Regions from separate parts of the Ovis aries genome. Here region 2 is linked to region 1. Evidence: chromatin contacts called from public Hi-C data. All regions are on one chromosome and are shown on one strand. Each heading gives the region's core, a stretch centred on a gene start, on an enhancer-like site or on the middle of the called end of the contact. The rest is flanking DNA. Distances are from core to core; before and after follow the strand shown.

What was found. A called contact is a pair of places that touch in the nucleus more often than the background predicts.
Region 2: a Hi-C map of blood shows a contact between it and region 1, with 3 times the contacts expected there. The contact joins the promoter of PPP2R5C here to the enhancer-like site in region 1. A contact is called at or near these places in 6 of 16 Hi-C or Micro-C datasets (blood, hypothalamus and tail adipose tissue).

Annotation. Positions count from the first base shown.
Region 1 is chr18:64,261,693-64,267,745 of ARS-UI_Ramb_v3.0, forward strand. No RefSeq gene overlaps it. Among named protein-coding and RNA genes, the nearest start is that of PPP2R5C, 47 kb to the right of the region's middle. Within about 2 kb of position 1,764, at least 6 of the 54 cell types and tissues checked have an H3K27ac peak or open chromatin away from gene starts, as enhancers often do.
Region 2 is chr18:64,307,223-64,313,757 of ARS-UI_Ramb_v3.0, forward strand. PPP2R5C (protein phosphatase 2 regulatory subunit B'gamma) reads left to right here and starts at 4,166. Exons shown (of 15, transcript XM_027957412.3): 1 at 4,166-4,219; 2 at 5,108-5,173. The coding sequence starts at 4,193.

The DNA.
Region 1 (6,053 bases), core at 514-3,013:
CCTCAATGTACTGGCAACTCCCCACAACCTGGCTGGTCCTTAGCTCCTGACGTTCTCTTGAATCTCCCAGGGGAAACCGGGCCCCCTCCCACCCCCTCTTTCTTCCTGCAGCCCTGGGCTTCCCTCCTGTTCCTCCCGCTCTGTTCCCAGGGCCCTGAGGTCCACTGCTCGCCAAGTCTCCTTCTACCCCTGCCTGCAGGGTGGACATACAAAGGTTGAAGCGAACAAGGTCTCGTCCTTCTGTTCCCCATCCCTGTTTTGCCTGCAGGACCAACTCCTGTTTCTAAACTTAGGCCAGGTTCTCCAAGGCTGATGTCCTGCTCCCAGAACCCAGATGACCACCTTCTGAGGCCTGTCCTCTCTTGCTTTGTCCCCCCTCCCCGCCCACCTCCTGATGCACCTGATCCAGAGTCCATGGGTTCCAACTCTAGACCTTATTAACTCTCTTGTCTCCTGAGATGGTCCTCAGTTTCAGCTCAACACGAAGATGAAGGGTCAAAGTTGTCTCTCCCCTTACCTGGTCATTGAATACCCACCACCACTGTAGAATGAGGGTGGAGGGGCGAAGGCAGAGGCTGGGACCCCAGGGAGGGGGGCTGCTGCTGGGATCCTGGCCAGGACGATGGCTGCACAGGCGGGGAGTCGTGGTCAGATTCTGGATCTATTTTGAAAGAGGGTCCAGTGGGCTTCCTGGAGGCTTCCACATGGAACGGGAGAATAGAGGCAGGGTTGACTCTGGGGTTTGGGCCTGAGCACATGGAAGCGGGGGGCGGGGGGGTTGCCACCCATTGCTCTTAACTGACAGAGAGGAGGGAACCCAAAGAGAATCTCGGAGGCAGGGCAGCAGAGGAGAGCTGAGTTTGGGGCTGAGAAGTCTGCTACTTCCCCTGCCACGCTGAGCAACAGCTGGGGGTGGGCGGGAGGTGTCAATCCAGGCGATCTCGGCAGATGGGTGAGACCTCCAAGGGGTGAGTGTAGATAAAGACAGGAACCAAGAATGGGGAGAAGAAGCTGAAAGCATGCACTGAGGACACTGGTGGGGGCAGAAGCCCCCCCCCCCAAAAAAAATAAACTCCAGTTCGATCCCCTGGCTGAAGACCAAACAGCAGGGACTTAACTGGGGGAGGTCAATCTCGTGCCATCTACACTTAGACTCCCAAAACCCCAGATCTTGGATGCCACAGACCACAGTCCTGGAGGAGAAAGGGGCTTGGGGATTGAAATACAAGCAGTACCACTCACCAAACAGCCCAGCCTCGGGCCCTGCCTTTATTGAAGTGGGGTCTCCCGGACCCTGTGATCTGACATGGGCCCCCACTGACAGTCTCCGCTACCCTTGCTCAAGCACCTGAGGCTGCCGCAGAGGGCTTCGTGGGAGAGAAAGGATGCGCTACCCCAGTTCCCACAGCCGGATCGACCCGGCCACCTACGGCCTGCCTCTAACCCAGGCCAGCACTGGAGACCCTTCCACCTACCAGGACAAGATCCAGAAGGTGGGGAAAATGTGGGGCCTTTTATACGGTGACTGGGCCGCCAGACCACACCCACCACGAGCGGTGACTGCCACGCCCACAAACCACACCCACCACGAACCACGGCTACCACGCCCACAGACCACCAAGTACTGCGGTCTGCCACGCCCGTCGGCAATGCCCGCTACGAACTGTGACGACCACGTCCACCAACCACACCCACACGTACTGTGGTTGGCCACGCCTGTCGGCCACACCCACCATGAGCTGTGGTTGGCCATGCCCACCATGAACTCTAGCGCAATCAGAGGCTCACTTCCGTCAATGCAGCCTGAGCTTGTTCCCCCACGGGAGGCGCTGGGGAGGAAGTAGGCTCAGAGTTGAGCTGGGATCAAGACGACCTGTCCCCCTGCTCCCCACCCCCTAGCCCCTGCCCAAACATCTTAGGTGGGACCCACACACAAAAGAGACAGAAGCAAAGCTGTTCTGGCTGAAAGGGTCGGGGAGCCCAGAGCCCACCTGCTCAGCCTCACTAGGACAAGTAGGGGTGCTCTGCCCTGGAGAATGATGGGAGCCCACTCAGTCTTTCAAACCACGCTGCGAGGCCAGTGTCATCACTGCGCAGAACGGGAAGCGGAGGTTCCGAGAGGACGCGGGGCCCCGGAGCAGGAGCCATGTCAGTCTCCCGGGGGCTTGTTCTTCATGTGGTTTTCCTGGGTGCACCACCCCGGGCACAGGATGTCTGTCTGGGAGGCTCGTGCCTTGTTTTGTCTAATTATCTGTCATTTTATTTTAAATATAACTGTACATTATGTTTTATTTCATATTATGTCTTCCTGTTCTGATCACGTTATTTTTATCACAAACAACCTAGAGCCGCCTCCTGTGCCTGCCTGGAGTCACCTCCTGTGCCAGCTTGGAACACCAGGAGTGGGGTTGGGACAGGCCCCCTCCCCACCAGCTCCCCCAGCCTCTTAACAGCTCATCCACTCATTGACTGGAAAGACCATCAGGGCCCCCAGGATGGGAGTAGGTAGATTTAGTCACTAAGTCGTGTATAACTCTTGCAACCCCATGGGCTGTAGCCCACCACGCTCCTCTGGTCCATGGGATTTCCCAGGTAAGAATGCTGGAGTGGGTTGCCATTTCCTTCTCCAGAATCTTCCCGACCCACAGTCTCCTGCATTGCAGGCAGACTCTTTACCAACTGAGCCTCCAGGGATGGGTATAAAATAAAATAACAACAAAAAAATGTTTTTAGTCGTGCCATGCCGCTTGTGAGACCTTAGTTTCTAAGAACGAGGGCTGTGGCAGTGAAAGCGCTAAGTCCTAAGCACTGGACCACCAGGGAATTCCCAAGATAAAATACAAATTCCCCAAGTATTTCAATGTGTGTGCAGCCAATCAAACAGACGCCACAACACGAAGCAGGACTCTAGCGCCCCCCAGGAGGCCGGGCTGGAGGCCAGTCGGCCTGGGGCTCTGCACGCGCACAGACAGAGGGAAGGGACGCAGACTCCAGCACCCAGGAAATGCCCCTCTGGCTTTTGCTGGGGTCTTCGTGAGCTGCCTCAAAGGGATGCCCAGAGGCCCTGACCCCCTCAGCCTCCCTTCTCCAAATTGTTAGATCTGGAATCCCACACATCACGTTCCCCTGGGGCTGCAAGTCCATCTCACAACACACAGAAGAGGAAGTGGCCTGGCCCCTGCCTGGGAGCCCCGTCTGATCGCCTGCTGGGCGGGCGGCCTCCCACACTGGTTTCACCTGTGACGCAGGAGGAGGGTCTTTGAATTTCTTCTCGCCATGAGGCTGACCTGGCCAAGCCGTGGAGAATGCCAATTACCCTCCTTGCTCCCAGGCTGCATGACGCTCTCCCCTGCGTGAGTCAATGCCCCTCATTTCTCTTCTTGCCCCTACCCGCTCCTGGCTCTTTTGAGCATTTTCTGCACAGACGAATCCCCCTGCCTTTGGGTCTTCACTTGATATTTCCAGAGAGAAGAGAGGAAGGGAGGAGTGGGGGGAGAGATGAATGCACACACTTAGTCATTCAGTCATGTCCAACTCTTTCGACCCCATGGACTGTAGTCCGCCAGGCTCCTCTGTCCATGGGATTCTCCCCTTTCCTTCTCCAGGGCATCTTCCCAACCCAGGGATTGAACCCAGGACTCCCCCACTGCAGGCAGACTCTTTACCAACTGAGCCACCAGGGAAGCCCAGGGATGAAGGAAGGAAGGAACCAAGTAGGGTAAAGCCCCACCCTCAGCTCGGTGCCCAGGCTCAGATGGGAGGCACCTCTCTATTAGGGGAGGGGTGGCAGCCTGGCAGCAGAAGCTGGGCCTTAGAAGACACTCAGCAGGCGTTTGCCAGAAGCTTCCATCACGTCTGGGGTGGCCCCTCCTGCAGCCTAGACGTGCAAGCGGACGGGGAGAGGTGCAAGGCTGGGAGCTGCTGGCTTCAGCACAGCCCCACCGCAGTCTCACACCCCATTTCCTTCCGTCCTCTTTGAACAAGCCCGTGAGAAGCTGCTGGGGATCCCCAGGTGCCACTTGTGGGGCTGAGAAAGTTCTGGTTTGGGGTCAGCCGCCTACTGCCTCCTGGATGTTCTTAGTAAGCCTCTTCCTCTCCCAGAACCATCCAGAACTGTGCTGTCCCTATGCAGGTACCAGGCCAGTCTGAGCTGAGCTGAGCTGTAAGTGCAAAACACACCCTGGGAAGTAATGACAGTTGTTCAGTTGCTCAGTCGTGTCCGATTCCTTGCAACCCTGTGGACTGCAGCACGCCAGGCTTCCCTATCCTTCACCATCTCCCAGAGTTTGCACAAACTTTTGTCCATTGAGTTGGTGATGCCATCCAACCATCTCTTCCTCTGTCGTCCCATTCTCCCGCCTTCAATCTTTCCCAGCATCGAGATCTTTTCCAATGAGTTCATCCTTCGCAACAGGTGGCCAAAGTATTGGAGTTTCAGCTTCAGCATCAGTCCGTCCAGTGAATATTCAGGACTGATTTCCTTTAGGATTGACTGGTTTGATTTCCTTGCAGTCCGAGGGATTCTCAAGAGTCTTCTCCAGCACCATAATACAGAAACATCAAGTCTTTGGTCTTTCTTTATGGTTCAACTCTCACATCCATACATGACTACTGGAAAAACCATAGCTTTGACTGTACAGACCTTTGTTGGCAAAGTGATGTCCAGGTTTGTCATAGCTTTCCTTCCAAGGAACAAGTGTCTTTTAATTTTGTGGCTGTGGGGGAAAAATGCAGAGTATCTCATTAGTAAATTTTATACTGATTGCGTGTCGAAATGATGCTTCAGATGTGTCAGTTAAATCAAATATATATATATCACCCATTTCATTTTACTTTTTTAGTGTGGCTGCTAGAACACCAACCAGTCCATCCTAAAGCAGATCAGTCCTAGGTGTTCATTGGAAGGACTGATGTTGAAGCTGAAACTCCAATACTTTGGCCACCTGATGTGAAGAACTGACTCATTTGAAAAGATCCTGATGCTGGGAAAGATTGAGGGCAGGAGGAGAAGGGGATGACAGAGGATGAGATGGCTGGATGGCATCACCAACTCAATGGACGTGAGTCTGGGTAAATTCCAGGAGTTGGTAACGGACAGGGAGGCCTGGCGTGCAGCAGTCCATGGGGTCGCAAAGAGTCGGACATGACTGAGTGACTGAACTGAGCTGAACTGAACTAGAACATTTTAACTTATATGTGGGGACTTCCCTGGTGGTCCAATGGTTAAGAAATCAGCCTCCCGATGCAGGAGACACAGATTTGATCCTTGGTTGGGGAACTAAGATCCCACATGTGTACCGCAATTCCTGAGCCTGCGTGCTGCAGGCCGACGCAGCCAAATAAATAAACAAAAGGTACATATGTGGCTGTCATTCTTTTTGTATTGGAGGGCGCTGTTCTGGAGAGTTCTAAGGCCTTGAGTGCTATATGAGTGTGATACCACCCCCTATACACACACACAGTAAGGAGGCTCTTGACCTTGTTTTCTGGTTGACTGATGAGCTAAGGAAGCATGATATTAAGGTGGGGAGGGCCGGGCTGCCTGGGGAAACAGGCGCTTCAGGAGGATCTTGCTTAGCTAGGATGGGGAGGGGCTACTTGCCTTGCTCTCTTTGGGTCTCCCAGAGCCTGCCTGGGAAAGCCAGTGAGGATTGGAGCTGATTGGGTCCAGTTCTCCGAGTTTGCCTTCCCCAGAACCCCGACTCTGCAGAAACAGGGTCAATGTCGATGACTTAACCTTCCGGTGGAGGTCCCTGACAAGGTCACTTCCTTCCTCAGCTTCCAGAGCTGAGATGCCGCCAGCAGCTCCAGCAGGTGCACCCTGTCCGGCTCAGGCCTGGCCAGTGCCGGTCTCACAGGGGCTGGAGGTGGTCACCACCCATCAGCCCTAGACTCTTCATCCCTGAGGAGGCTCAGCTTGACAGATGCACTCCCCCAGGTCACAGTGACCCAAGGGTGGCTGCAGGAAGTGGAGCTGCCCCTGGTGAAAAGCCCAGGATGGGGGTCAGGGAATCTGGGTGTGGGGCAGCGGGGCAGAGCCTCTGGGAATGGGG
Region 2 (6,535 bases), core at 2,916-5,415, 48 kb after region 1:
AAGGGTGGGGGTCTGAGGAAAAAGGAGTTTTGTGTAATATAGGCAGTGTCTTTATGAACATGGGGCATCTCAGACACGTGTGCACGCACCACACACATGCACATATGAGTATGAACACACACACACACTATCTCTAGATCCCTTTGACAGCCTGTTTTTTTTTTAATGCATTTATTTATTTTTGGCTGTGCGGGGTCTTCATTGCTGTACGTGCATTGCTGTACACCCTTGTCTAGTTGCGGTGAGCAGGGGCCAATCTCTAGTTGCGGTACACGGGCTTCTCATTGCAGTGGCTTCTCTTGCAGAGCACAGGCTCTAGAGCATGTAGGTTCCGTAGTTGTGGCTCACGGGCTTAGCTGCCCCATGGCACGTGGGATCTTCCCAGACCAGGAATGGAACCTGTGTCTCCTGCACTGGCAGGTGGATTCTCAACCCCTGGACCACCAAGGCAGTTCAACACCTGTTTGGTTTGTTTTTGTTGTTTTTTTTTTTTTTTGTTTTTTTTACTTTTTATTTTGTATTGGGCATAGCCAATTAACTGGAGAAGGAAATGGCAACCCACTCTAGTATTCTTGCCTGAGAAACCCCGTGGACAAAGGGGCCTAGCAGGTTACAGTCTATGGGGTCACAAAGAGTCAGACTGAGCCACAACAATAGCCAGTTATCAATGTTGCGGTAGTTTCAGGAGAACAGCAAAGGGACTCAGCCAAACACGTACGTGCATCCATTGTCCCCCAGGCTCCCCGCCCATCTAGGCTGTGGCAGCCTACTTTGAATCCCTTCTTCTGAGACCAGGATCTGCCTCTACCTCCCGCATTCCTGTAAATGCCACAGGAGCCAGGACATGGCACGGTTCCCAGCGTCCCCTGGGAACATTCTATAACTAACTTTTGGCTATAACTCTGGCTATCAGATGGCCGTCTCTAATGCGGACAAATGAAAACCAGCTCGATGGCCATTGAGGACCACACGTGGTAGGTTTACAGTGTTGACTCCAGCTTCTCCAGTTACTGTGGTTTCAAGGTCACTGGGTGGTAACTAGGTAGCTCTTCTGATATCTTGCCCTACGTTTTCCCTCAGGTCAACTCAAGTTGACCTGATAAACAGCTACCCTGACACACACTGACACTCTGTCAGATCGGCATTTCCATTTGCAGTCGACACCCCTACTAGCTTGTTGCAGCTGCAGCTCAAATTCGGCATATCCCAAGACTGAAATCACATTTTCTCAAAAGCCTGCTCTCCACTCCTTATCCCCTTACGTCCCTTCCTCATCACGAAGGTGCCCAAACTACAAACATGGGCATCAGCCTTTCATCTTTGATTCTGGCTCTCCCGCCTGAGCAAGTTGGCCTCCAGGGTATTTGGGATCCTTCCTCCTGTTGTTGTCATCGAGAGGCCTCACAGGCAGCATCTGGACCAGAATGAGAGCTTGGTTGCTCCCCTCCCTCAACACTCCTGCCACAATGTCTTCTCAAGTGCAAATGTGAGCAGTCACTCCCAGCTTAGTATCCCTTAGTGACCCCGAACCATTATACATTCAAAAAGAAGTCCAATTCTTTGCCAAAGCCTACTAGTCTTAATTAGAAGTCTTTGTTCCTTCACTCTCCTCCTCGGCCATAAAAATACTCCTGTGTTCTTTCACGATTACAAGCCAGGCCATTCTCACTCCAGACCTTGCAGGCTTACCGTGTCACCATGTCACATCCTGTGATTACTGACTTTCTTGTTTCTACCCCCAAGGACCTGGTGTGCTTCAAGACAACGGTCACACCTTGTTCACCGTGGTATCCTTTGCACTGTGCTTTGCACACAGTGGGCATCCAACAAAATGTTTGTTGAATGAATGACAGGCAATACTGCATCAAGGGCTAAGATACAAGAACACTGGTGGCACAGACAAGTCTCAGGGAAGCCCCTGAGCCCCTTTAGAACTCTGTGGTCATCAACTAACAGCTTCAGAATTATCCTTTCTGGTACAGACTTACGCTGGGTTTATTAGATTGTCGGCATATATGCCATTTTAAAAATGAAGTGTTATTAACCAGAGGCATTGCTCTACCCTCTCTCCACTTTTTTTAACTTTTTTTTTTTTTGGAGAAACTATTAACCCACTTAAAAGACTAATCAAAAACCGCTTCTTCTGCACAAATGGCTGTTTGGGGCTGTGCAATTTACCTGAGGATATTCGTCTAAAGACACACATTCAGACACTTGCATGCAGAACTTACTTTCAGGACCTCCCACGACACTCCTCACATTAGTTCTCTTTTTCTTCTTTTAGCTTTCTCATGGCAGAGCCACACAGGATAACCAAAAATGCTTTCCTGGCAACTTTCAAGAGTGAAAACCCAGGCCTAAGAGAACACAATGGTTTCGAAGTACCCAGATAAGATTCAGTTCCTAATCTTCACAGGTGAGACACCAACGGTCCCTGCACATGAAATCTGCTCACTCCTAGAGTCTTAATACCTAAAGTATTTCTGCACTACACAAACTGCAGGAATATAAAAAAGTTAGCCCACTTCCCTTGGAAAACTCATCTCCCAAGAGCTATCAGCAAGGTAAAATGAACCACGTGATTCCTGGTCATAATGCAGAGGTTTCTTCACATGGCTTACAATCAAGCCAAATTAAAGAATAAAATAAAATCCCATTGGCTCCAAAAAGCACTGCAGATGGTGATTGCAGCCATGAAATTAAAAGACGCTTACTCCTTGGAAGGAAAGTTATGACCAACCTAGATAGCATATTCAAAAGCAGAGACATTACTTTGCCAACAAATGTCTGTCTAGTCTAGGCTATGGTTTTTCCAGTGGTCATGTATGGATGTGAGAGTTGGACTGTGAAGAAAGCTGAATGCTGAAGAATTGATGCTTTTTAACTGTGGTGTTGGAGAAGACTCTTGAGAGTCCCTTGGACTGCAAGGAGATCCAACCAGTCCATTCTGAAGGAGATCAGTCCTGGGTGTTCATTGGAAGGACTGATGCTAAAGCTGAAACTCCAGTACTTTGGCCACCTCATGCGAAGAGTTGACTCATCATCAGAAAAGACTCTGATGCTGGGAGGGATTGGGGCAGGAGGAGAAGGGGAGGACAGAGGAAGAGATGGCTGGATGGCATCACCGACTCGATGGACATGAGTTTGGGTGAACTCCGGGAGTTGGTGATGGACAGGGAGGCCTGGCGTGCTTCAATTCATGGGGTCCCAAAGAGTCTAACACGACTGAGCGACTGAACTGAACTGAACTGAACGGGCAAAGCAAGAGCCTGACCTGTGGGGCGGGGCCACCAGAGGCGGGGCGGATCGGGGGCGTGGCCAACACTGGAGGAGGCGGGGTTGATCCGGGGGCGTGGCCAACACAGGAGGCGGGCGGAACCCTGAGGGCGGGGCCAACGCAGGAGGCGGGGCCTAGCGGGAACCCGCGAAACCGCTGCTCGCGTGGCTGCCGGGCCTCCTCAGCCGCTACCCGGCGCCGCCGCGGCCAGGGGCCGAAGTCGCCGTTCGTGTCCCTCTGGCCGCACAAGTTATTGCCATCCGTTTCAAATGTGCCCCCTGCTTTGTCTGTCCCGAACCTCCACAGCAGTCTCCGGTCTGTCGCCTCAGCCGAAGCCCCACGCTTCCTCCCCAGCCGCCGCCGCTGCCTGCGTGAGACGGACCCGAGCCGGAGCGCGGGGAGGGAGACCAAGGCCGCGCTGAGGAGCGGAGAGAACGGGGAGCGTTAGGGCACGTGAGGCGCCTCGGCCAATGGCGGGGTGCCCGGAGGGCGGGGCGGGGGCGGGAGGGGCGGGGCCGCGCACTGGGGGCGGTGGCCGGAGAGGGGGCGGGGTCGCGGGCGGGGCGGGGCGGGGCCAGCGCGGAGGCGGGCCCGGGGCGGGGCGGGGACGCGGGCCGGGGGCGGGGCCGGGCGCGGGGGCGGGGAGAGTTCTGGGGGACGGGAGGGGCGGGGCGGGCCTGGGGAGGGGCGGAGAGAAGCCGCCGCTGCCTCCGCTGCCGCCGCTGCTGCCGCTGCTGCCGCTGCGGCTGCCGCAGCCTCTGGGAGCCTGGGAAAGGGGAACCGCGAGCGAGCGAACGACTCAGTCCCCGGGCGGCGGCGGCAGCGGCGGCGGCGGCGGCGGCGGCCGGGAGGGGGAGGCGCGACGGCCGGGGCGGGGGCAGGCGACGGGGGAGGCGGCGGCGGTCCGCACCAGCCATGCCGAATAAAAACAAGAAGGAGAAAGTGAGTCGGGCCCCGGGGCTGCCGGACGGGGCGGGCGCGGGGGGCAGCGGGGAACGGCCCGGGAACGGGGCCCGGCGGGGCTCCCGGATCGCGCGGGTGCGGGGTGGGGGCGGGGGGGCAGCGGGTCCGCCCGGGGCCGCGGAGCCCAGGCCGGGACCGGCCGGGGGCGTGGGGGGCGCGGCCGGGGTTGAGGGGCGGCGCGCGCGATGGGCGCGAGGGGGCAGGTGGGGCCGCGGAGGTGGTTGACCCATCCTCGCAGGCGCCTGGACAGGGGCTTCCGAGGCCGGGGTGCAGGCGTCTCAGCAGGGACCCTCCGGCTGGGGCGAAGGGCAGCGAATGGACTGGGCTTAATGCTTGGGGAGAACGGTTTGCCTCCGGAGGGACGCTCTGGGGCTCTCAACTATTATTATCCTGGGTGGCGGCGGCGGCGACGGCTGTGACTGTGCTGCGCTTGCATACGGGTTGGGGGGGGGAGGTATGTTTTTGCTTCAGGTGGAGCTCTGTAGCGTTTCAGAATCACCCCAGACATCCTCGCTCCCAGAGTTGAGTGTGGGAAGGGGAAAAAAAGGGTTGTGATGTGCATCTTTCAAGATGTCGAGAGCATGGTACAAATGTGCGTTTACTTGTTTCTGCTTCAAGTTTTGAGCGCCAGATAATGCAGACGAAGCAAACGGGGAGAATCTGAATTTGGGGTTGGCCGGTGGGTACCGCATCACAATCCTGGGTCTCTTAACCATAGAAAGGAAGAGAGTCGTGATGGTATTGGTGAAAACTATCAAAAGTCATAGTTAAATTGTCTAAATACTTATGAAACTGCATTTTGGTTTATTTGATGTTACACAGTCTAAAAATTGAGGAGTCTAATTGATTCTGCTTGATGTTTCCCAGGAATCACCCAAAGCAGGGAAAAGTGGAAAAAGTTCAAAAGAAGGACAAGACATAATAGAATCAGAGGTAACTATTCTTAAATATTGTTTCCATTTTTTTTTCATAAACACCATTTTAGGGCTGGAAAACTGAGGGTGAGAAAATCTAGGCTCTTCTGAAATATTTCCCTGTATGAGATCTTTTACTCGTGTTGCTCATAGCCCTCCATTTTAGTTATTTGGGTTTGTATTATTTGTCTTTGGGGAAATGAGAATGTTTTCAGACAAGTTGTGCACCTCTGGTGCAGCTGGCATATTCAAGTTCACCACCCCACCCCCGCCACCACCACCACCTGAAATCTAGCAGCCCTGCCGTGGAGCCTGGCGTCAAGGACTCTTTCAAGACTGGGTTCAGGTTCCTTTCAGTTTTCCCATCCTCCCTCTTCCTTTGCAAGGGGCCAGGTCTGGCTCTCAGCTTCCCTGGTGGCTCAGTGGTTAGAAATCTGCCTGCAATGCAGGAGACGCAGGATCGATCCTTGGGCTGGGAAGATCCCCTAGAGGAAATGGCAACCGATTCCAGTATTCTTTCTGGGAAAATCCCATGGCCAGAAGAGCCTGGTGGGCTACAGTCCATGGGGTCGCAAAGAGTCAGCCACAACCGAAGCGACTGAGCATGCTCACGGGCAGGTCTGTCTCAGCAGCTCGTCCTCCCCTCCTCCCATCACCCTTGCTTTCCGAGGTGCAGACTTTGCTGTGTGTCCCTGGAAGTGTCCTGTCCTGTTAGCCTCTGTCCCTGACAGTGTTGGTATATTTTGGGTTTTCTGGTATTGCTATTTTTGTGCGATCGTCTGTCATCTTTTACATTGTTTTTCTTTGTATTGGCCAGTTCTGACTTCTTTCGCTTCTTTCCTTTGGGCTTATTGAGGAAGCTGCCGGAGTGCTTCGTGGGGACTGTGTCTACCTGGTGGGAGTATGCTTTGAGGGCATCTACAGAGCCAGTGCTTGGCTCCACCTTTTCTTCCTTGTGACCGGTTGAGCTAGAGCACCTTGGGCTGAGGGTCTGGGAGCCACACGGATCTAGGCAGAGCTAATGGGTTGTTTTGAATCCTTGGTAGCAGAGAAGCTGCTTAATTTGGTGTCACAGTTCTCCACAGCTGGACTGTTTAGGTCCCTAGTCTTATCAACAGTGACAGTAATTTACAAGTGTCAGACCCTTTCCTATAAGCCAAGTTAGAATCGAGTTCAGTTCTGTCTGGGAAATAAGTTAACAGGCCATTATCTGCAGTAGCCTTTTTTTTTTTTTAAATAGATATAGCCCCAGGTTATCTTTTCCTTACCATTTGGTACATTCTAAGTCTCCCTCCTCTTTAGGAGGTGGTTTACTCCAGCAAATCTGTTGCCCTCCCCAAAGCAGAAAACAGAAATCCAAAAGGTTCCTTAAATACCAGTA